Linked DNA regions of Drosophila melanogaster: region 1 is linked to region 2. A link is a contact called in public Hi-C data. All regions are on one chromosome and are shown on one strand. The core of a region is the stretch at or near the end of the contact, and the rest is flanking DNA. Distances in the headings are between cores, read along the strand shown.

Region 1 (4,083 bases), core at 1,033-3,532, 80 kb before region 2:
AGTGGCGGCAACTATTCGTTGAAAAACCCGGGATTGAAGTAGAGTTTCTTATTAAAGCCAAGATTATCATAGGCACCTGTCTGCATGGAACCCTTCTTGGTGCGCTTATTACCCACGGCTTCGCTCGTCTTCTTTAGGATATCCTCAAGGTCTGTGTCGTGGGCATGATCGGCCATCACTTGGCAAAACTTCTGGATGTACCAGCTGCCCGTGTCGAGATCGCGGTGGGTAACATAGCCCGGCGTATTAGCATAGCAGACCAGAGTGTCGGCAAGACTTGGCACATTGGTGCTCGGGCTGGGTATGCCCTCCGTCTGGGTGTCAGGCCACTTCTCCTCTTGCGCCGTATACACTGGCTCCATGAGATTGCCTTGATTCTTTGGATGGCCCAAATCATATTCATCGCCGCGGCAAAAGGGAAACATAAGCACCTTCGGCTTGTTCACCAAATAAGGACATTTGGCCGTCTGGAAATGGTCCTTGATCTTCTGCATATCGACCACAGATCCATCGCAAAACTCCACCTTCTCTTTTCCCTCCACACTGTTGCCGTGTGTCATCAGTACCATTACGAAACACTCGGTATTCTGCACATACGACGAGGAGGTCACCATTGTCAGAAGTTTAAAGAACTGATCCTGATTCACGTTCCCATAGGGGAAAATCGTAAAATTCAGTTCTTGAAACAAGTGTATCAACGACTTGCTGTCCTTTTCGGCTCCGATCCGTCGACGGTTTTGATCCGGATAGTCCATTATGTTAACCATTAGCAAAACGCCTCGGTTGAAACGTGATTGCATCTTATATGTGCCCAATATGGCACTATCCCCACCATGTATCTTTTTCGATTTTTTTACCTCGGGACCGTCAACGACACCCACATAAGGGGTGAGTGCTCCCAGCGGCTCATTCCGGAGCTTTGGTAGGAGAGAGAAAGAAAGAACAAATTACAATAAAGATAAGATTTTCAATATATATATTATATTTTCATTGCACGGTTAATGTGGCAGACAAAGAAGTAATCAACATTCGTGCTATATAAACACAGCTGCCAGCAATATTGCGATAAGATTCTGGTTAAAAACAAATCCTACTAAAAGAATAATTGGGATAGGTAAGTAGAATGGATGTGATTCATGCTTCCAAAAAAAATGGAAAACAAGAATCTCATACACGAACTAACTTCTGAAAGAGAAGCAAATAATACTGTGCACATGTACCAAAGTAGTATTCATCATTGAGTCCATTTACAATTCTTAAAGATACCTTTTCTAATCTCATTCCAATAGGAATAACTCAATTAACAAACCTAAAAAAAAAAATGCAAATAAATTGTGCCATAAACCGGTTTTTTGTAGAAATCAGGGTCAATGACCTGAGCTGCAATTTCACCATCAAAGCTTTCGTATGATTTTATTTTCATTACCTTGCTAACGCAGGGTCCTTCGGAGGCTTCGGGTGAGGGTGTGTCCACAATATCGGCCGACTTCCGGCTGGTTCTCCGTTCGTTTAGCGAGATAAAGGGTGGCCTTGAATCGGACTCATCGACGGATTCCAATAGAACGGCCGCATCCAGACAATTGATATTGCGCAGTGCATTGATCAGCAGGTTATAGGCGGTGGGACCACGCTGGGTGATCTTCAATAGGAGCCTACGATGCTGCTCCACACGCACATCCTTCTCGTCCATGTTGAATGGCTTGCCATTGAGATCCTGCGTATTTCTTAGCATCTGAACGGTTAGGATGCCCTGTTGCACGCACTCCATGGCCAGACGCTCGTAGTTCGTCCATTCAACCAGTATATTCAGATTCTTGCGTATATGCTCGCGATGCCTCTTCGGCATTCCAATCTCGAGCTCCGGCGGCTGCATTCCGGATATGGCTTCCACGCGTTCCGGTGACTCCGCTTATTGGGCGCGCCAAGGATGGCTGCCGTGATCAGTCTCCAATTGGCAGTGGTATTGGCAGTGAATCACCCGTCTCCAAGGTTTTCCCGGGAATGATTTCGTTTATCGCTACTTGTCGATTCTTTGTCTCCGCTTTGTTGTTGTCGTCGTTGTTTTTGTTTTGCGACTTTCAAGAAAGGGGCACAAATCGGCGGCCCTGCTGGTGTCCTTATTTTTCCAAAAGTAAATTAACTAGTCTATATATTGCACTAGATGATCCTAGCAAGGATCGGGGATCTTCGAATAGGATTTCTTTCGAAACAAAAGGACCAACGAGCGTTTCGCGCCGCCAAACTCGCCACTAAACTAATAAATGAAACTTTGGGATTGGTGTGGCTGCTTGTGGGTGCGCCATTTTAACCAGAGAACGCGTCCGGGATAAATCCATGACATGAACCGTCTCCATGTTCCACTTATTCCACCATTCCTTCATTGCCGCATCAAATGATTCAATTTAATACTAAATACCAAATACCATATGGGGTCAGCCTAACAAACCGTAAACATAAACAAAAGAAATGGAGGAGGAGCAACAATTTACGCCGGAACCGAAAAACTCCGCGCAAAAAGGCGCAGAAAAGCCTGCAAGGATTCCGAGAGAGGTGAAAGTTAAGCTGCAAAGGCAACTAAACAGACTGGGCTACTCACAGCAAATCCTGCTCGAAGCAGCCAAGCAGCAAAATCAAAATAATTCGAATGGCATTCTCCGTGAGTTTTCTTAAAACATGCATAATGCAATAAAAGTACATTGTCCCCCAATCCCTTTTCTAGAGTATGTGGCCGACATGATTGGCAAGGGCGAGGAAATGGTGAAAAACTGCGACTCCGTTAGCTTAAACAACATTAACCAGTGGCTGGAGCTCATGAAAAGTTCGCAACTCGCTGAACTCTGCGAATTCGAAGCAGCCGTCGTTGTGAACTCCATAATCCAAAATGAGACAAAGCCATCGCCAACGGAACTGAACGGCATTGACTTGAAGTAGGAATGGTTTTGATAAACTACATTTGTATTTAGCATTGTGGTACTTTCAGTGAGGCCTACAAGTTTCTGGAAAACGCTTTGATGGGCCAGCCGCAAAAGAAGATGAGCGATGCGACCAAAGAATTTTTGTCCAAGGAAATTGAGGTGAGCAGAAGGCTGCATCAACTTTCCAAAATAGTTAAAAAAAAAGGAAATCCTAATGCCAACAGCTGCTCATAGAGAAGGCAAACACCGACGAATCCGACGATGTGGCACGCAGCATGGGGCAGCGTTTATTTGACCACCAGTTTTTGGATTACATGGAACAGCGGCAAAAGTGCAGTTTGGATCCACTATTCCTGGACGAGAAGCTAACGTAGAGGCTGTTATTGAGTAATTGAGGAATTTAGCACACAGAGCATTTATTCATTTCCACACATTTATTAAACATTTAAATTCAATTGTTTGTTACATACGTACATTGTCACACGCATTTGCACCGCTCCATTATCATCAATCAAATCATCGGATCCCACGTTTATACATTATTAGTATTACTATGCCAAATGCCCCAACCTTTGTACGTATTAATATTTGATAATTACACTCTTAATTAAGTACTTGACTATAAACAGTTTTAGCACATTTAAAATCTAGAATTCCTTTAGTTGTACACAATTACTTCGAGTAGTGTAAGAAAAAGTTGTGGGTCTTTGGCCTTTGGATTCTCTCAATTGCATAACATTTATTGTGCATGATTGTTTTCAATTGTTGGGGCTGCCAATTAGCATTGCATAGACTAGTGTAGAGATAGGTAGTTTAGTTTTAGGTTTTGCTACGATTAGCTTTGTTTTAAACTTTAAGAGGCATAAAAACAGTTGAGTGCTGCTTGACTCCCATAGCATCACAATAGAATCACAAGAGACAGAGTTGGCTTCATTTCAATTCAATTCATTAGAGGATCTAGGATGGTACACTTACGATAACATAACGTACATACGATCAGAATTACATACAAATTCGAATACAAATATAATACCCTTTTGTTTTAGGCGCAGTTACTAGCACTAAAACGATCTTCACACAATCAAATGCAATTCAATAATGTACATAATATAACTCTTAAATGTTCAGTCCAGTTTGAGCTTTTGGTTTTCCCCTTTTTCTTTGATTT
Region 2 (3,817 bases), core at 716-3,215:
GATCTATTCAACAAAGTCCTAACCGCGATAAGTGCCACATTAGTTTATTTTTTTTTAAGAACATATGATAAGCATAGTGTATTTTTAGAAACTAAAATAAATTTTGGTATGCCACAAATTTTCTACGCTTCTACAAATACTGATAATATTCCATTTCCTACCCTTGAGTGCTTCATAAGATCCATGCAGCTTTGCATAAGCCTTCTCCAGCAAGGCACTCCAAAACTCGTTCTTCTCCGTGGAGTGCATGTAGATTAGCTCGCCATTATAGGTGGGCAGACGGTCATCAATGACCACTTCCACCCACTTGCCATACTGCCAAAACTTGAAGTGAAAGATGCCAGCGTAGTTCTCCTGGAAGTCCTGATCCGGCGGGATTACCCTAAAGAAGAGCGTCGAGTCCTGCGTCAAATTGGCAGCTGCAGCCAGTAGCCAGCTGTGAAGGAATATTTAATTTTTGAATTTATGTCCACTTATGTGTTATTAATGCGTTTGGTCTTACCAATCGCCAAGTTCTCCTTGTTGCACATCGAATCGTGAATAGCCTTCCACGAAGAACTGCGGATCATCGGCGATGTCACCGGGACGCAGCCACTCGTAGTAGCGATCCGGTCGTCGTGAGTACATCAGCGAAGCGTTGGTGGCCGGAAAATCGGGATCCTCGAACATGGTTCCATTAGCCAGGCAACTGTCGCGCAGCGATTGGAAATCGCCTTTGCTTACGCTGTTCTGCCGGGCACTAGTGGCCTTGCGACCCATCCAAAACATGTTCTGGTTCTCGGGCACCTTCACGCTGGTGAAGCTTAGCTCGGCCACGCCGACGGAAGGTTCCTCCTCCTGGGTTGGAGCACTTTCCGGTGGCGGTGCCGTGGGATATGGTAGTGCTGGGAATCCGATATTGTGCTGGGGAGCCGGACTCGTTGGCATGGGAGCGTACGGCATTGGCATACCGGGCAAACCGGGCATGGCAGATGGATATGGTGCGAGCGGAGCCGCCGGATAGGGTAGATTGGGCTGCGGCATGCCAGTTGGATAGGGCATTCCGGTTGGATAGGGCGCCATAGGCGCAGTGGGGTACGGCAGCGATGATACGTTGGCTGATGGCAGACTAGGATAAAGTCCTGATCCAGGGTATGGCGTGGCACTGGGGTATGGAGCCGGCGCTGAGGGGGCTTCTGGCACGGGCATTCCCATGCCCATGGTGGGTCCCGCATACGAAGCATTCTGGGCATGACTCGTCTGCTTTACCACATATGGCATTCCGCCCACGGATTCGGATGATGGATAGGGCAACGAGGGGTAGAGACCCGCTTTGGGTTTGGGAGCTCCTCCTCCTTCGTTCCCGCCGCTGACTTCATTCTTGCTGTAGCCCAAGGCCGCCAAATTGACAAGGCCAATGCCACTGGCATGATAATTCTTGGGGTAATTATCAATGCCGTACATTTTTACTGGTTTTTCGCTGTGGTTTTCCTCGTCCACGCACTGGTTTTTCCCTAAATCTAACTACTAATGGCGTTGCAAATCGGCTAAAACTACGGAACTGGATGATATCCAGATGTTTATTAACTCGCTGCCGTGGTAAAACTGCTGACTCGCTGAGAATCGTACGCTTTAAATGGGAGAAGTATCCAAATTTAACTTTCTCGGTAAATGATTCATAATCTTTAACCCTTGCGCGTTCTGTATAAATTTTCTTTGAATATGCATGTGCAATCAAAAAAGCTTTGAAAATGCAGAATGAAATATTTATAACATTCTAATTCATTTATTAACTCAGAAAATATATTATAGAAATATTAATTTTGTTTTATTAAACAGTTTCAATAAAAACAAATATAGCTTTTAATAAATTTTAGTTTTCTAAAAAATGTATTTTTATGGTATTAGAGAAGTAGTTATGTAGTCTATATTGTTTACGAACGTAAACTATTAAATTAGTGTCAATATTGAAGACCCAACACGTTTCGAGGGTTAAAAAAAGGCGAGCAGGGCTACATTGTCGCGCAGAGTTGCCATCTTTATCCGAATGAATTTGGTATTTTTTTAGCCCTGTCGGCATTTTCAATAGAAGAAGAAGAAGTTAAACAGTGCTGTGTTTTTTTTTATAACAAACGCAAATTAGTTAATAAATTCTGGCGCAGAACCGGCATTTGAGCGATGGAAACGCAACCTGAGGTGCCCGAGGTGCCGCTGCGACCGTTTAAATTATAAGTATTCACCCTGCTCTGTTAGGAATCCAAAAATAATGAGTTCTCCCTTTTGAATAGCACGGCGCATCAGGTTGTGAGCCTCACGGGCATCAGTTTCGAGCGGAGGAGCATAATCGTAAGGATATAACTTAGATACACTTAAATATGTACAAAACATAACACACCTCCTCCCTTTAGGGCGTGGTCGAGCTGACCATTGTGCCGAACAGCGAGAATCTGCGCCTGATACGCCTGAATGCCAAGCAGCTGAGAATCTACAGCGTCGTTTTGAACGATGTCTGCCAGGCGGATTTCACGTACTTCGATCCCTTCCAGAACATCTGCTACAAGGAGCACAAGAGCCGCGCGCTGGAGGTCTACTCCAAGCATCATCTGACCGCCGCCCAGTACACCGATCCCGATGTGAACAACGGCGAACTGCTCATCCAGGTTCCGCCCGAGGGCTACTCTATGATCCAGGAGGGTCAGGGTCTGCGCATCCGCATCGAGTTCTCGTTGGAGAATCCCAAATGCGGCGTACATTTTGTCATACCACCCGCTTCAACGGACGAGGAGACACAGATGAACAGCTCGCATATGTTCACCAATTGCTATGAAAACTCGTCGAGATTGTGGTTTCCCTGCGTGGACAGTTTCGCCGATCCCTGCACCTGGCGGCTGGAGTTCACTGTCGACAAAAATATGACCGCCGTTTCGTGTGGAGAACTTCTAGAAGTCATTATGACCCCAGATCTGCGAAAGAAAACCTTCCACTATTCGGTTAGCACACCAGTATGTGCACCAAATATTGCGCTGGCTGTGGGTCAGTTTGAGATCTACGTGGATCCGCACATGCATGAAGTGACCCACTTTTGTCTGCCCGGATTGTTGCCGCTGTTAAAAAATACGGTTCGCTATTTGCACGAGGCATTTGAATTTTACGAGGAGACCTTATCTACGCGCTACCCATTCAGTTGCTACAAACAAGTGTTTGTAGACGAATTGGACACGGACATAAGTGCCTATGCCACTATGAGCATTGCTTCGGTGAATCTGCTGCACTCCATAGCTATCATCGATCAGACCTATATATCTCGAACCTTTATGTCGCGCGCTGTGGCTGAGCAATTCTTCGGCTGCTTTATTACATCCCATCATTGGTCGGACACCTGGCTGGCCAAGGGCATTGCGGAGTACCTGTGTGGATTGTATTCCAGGAAGTGCTTCGGCAACAACGAGTACCGTGCTTGGGTGCAATCTGAACTGGCGCGTGTCGTTCGCTACGAGGAGCAGTATGGCGGCATTATTCTCGATTGCAGTCAGCCGCCAGCTCCTTTGCCTGTTTCGGGCACAAATCAATCGGCGGCTTCCAGCAAACAGCAGGAGATTGTCCACTATTTTCCCATCAAGAGTTTGCACACCGTATCGCCGAAGTATGTGGAGGCGATGCGAAGGAAAGCGCATTTCGTAATCCGGATGCTGGAGAACCGCATCGGGCAGGAGCTGCTGATTCAGGTGTTCAATAAGCAATTGGCTTTGGCTTCAAGTGCGGCAACGACAAAGATCGGTGCAGGACTCTGGTCTCAGCTGCTCATCTCGACCAACATTTTTATCAAGGCCATCTTCAC

What was found. Hi-C and Micro-C count contacts between places; a contact is called where the count stands out from the background.
Region 1: a contact with region 2 is called in a Hi-C map of the Kc167 cell line, with 8 times the contacts expected there. A contact is called at or near these places in 22 of 107 Hi-C or Micro-C datasets (the Clone 8 cell line, the D17-c3 cell line, the Kc167 cell line and 11 more) and 5 of 7 datasets of targeted methods (the Kc167 cell line and the S2 cell line).

What each region holds. Positions count from the first base shown.
Region 1 is chr3L:9,966,678-9,970,760 of dm6, reverse strand. It overlaps Dronc (Death regulator Nedd2-like caspase), which reads right to left and starts at 2,282. Exons shown (of 2, transcript NM_079293.4): 1 at 1,427-2,282; 2 at 1-917. The coding sequence starts at 1,873. The coding sequence ends at 12. It overlaps bma (black match), which reads right to left. Exons shown (of 20, transcript NM_001382075.1): 20 at 3,463-4,083. It overlaps CG6685, which reads left to right and starts at 2,444. Exons shown (of 4, transcript NM_001274742.1): 1 at 2,444-2,656; 2 at 2,720-2,927; 3 at 2,981-3,074; 4 at 3,140-4,083. The coding sequence starts at 2,467. The coding sequence ends at 3,289.
Region 2 is chr3L:9,886,910-9,890,726 of dm6, reverse strand. CalpB (Calpain-B) reads right to left here and starts at 1,965. Exons shown (of 3, transcript NM_079292.5): 1 at 503-1,965; 2 at 162-436. The coding sequence starts at 1,443. It overlaps Taf2 (TBP-associated factor 2), which reads left to right and starts at 2,044. Exons shown (of 6, transcript NM_168387.3): 1 at 2,044-2,207; 2 at 2,271-2,325; 3 at 2,388-3,817. The coding sequence starts at 2,158.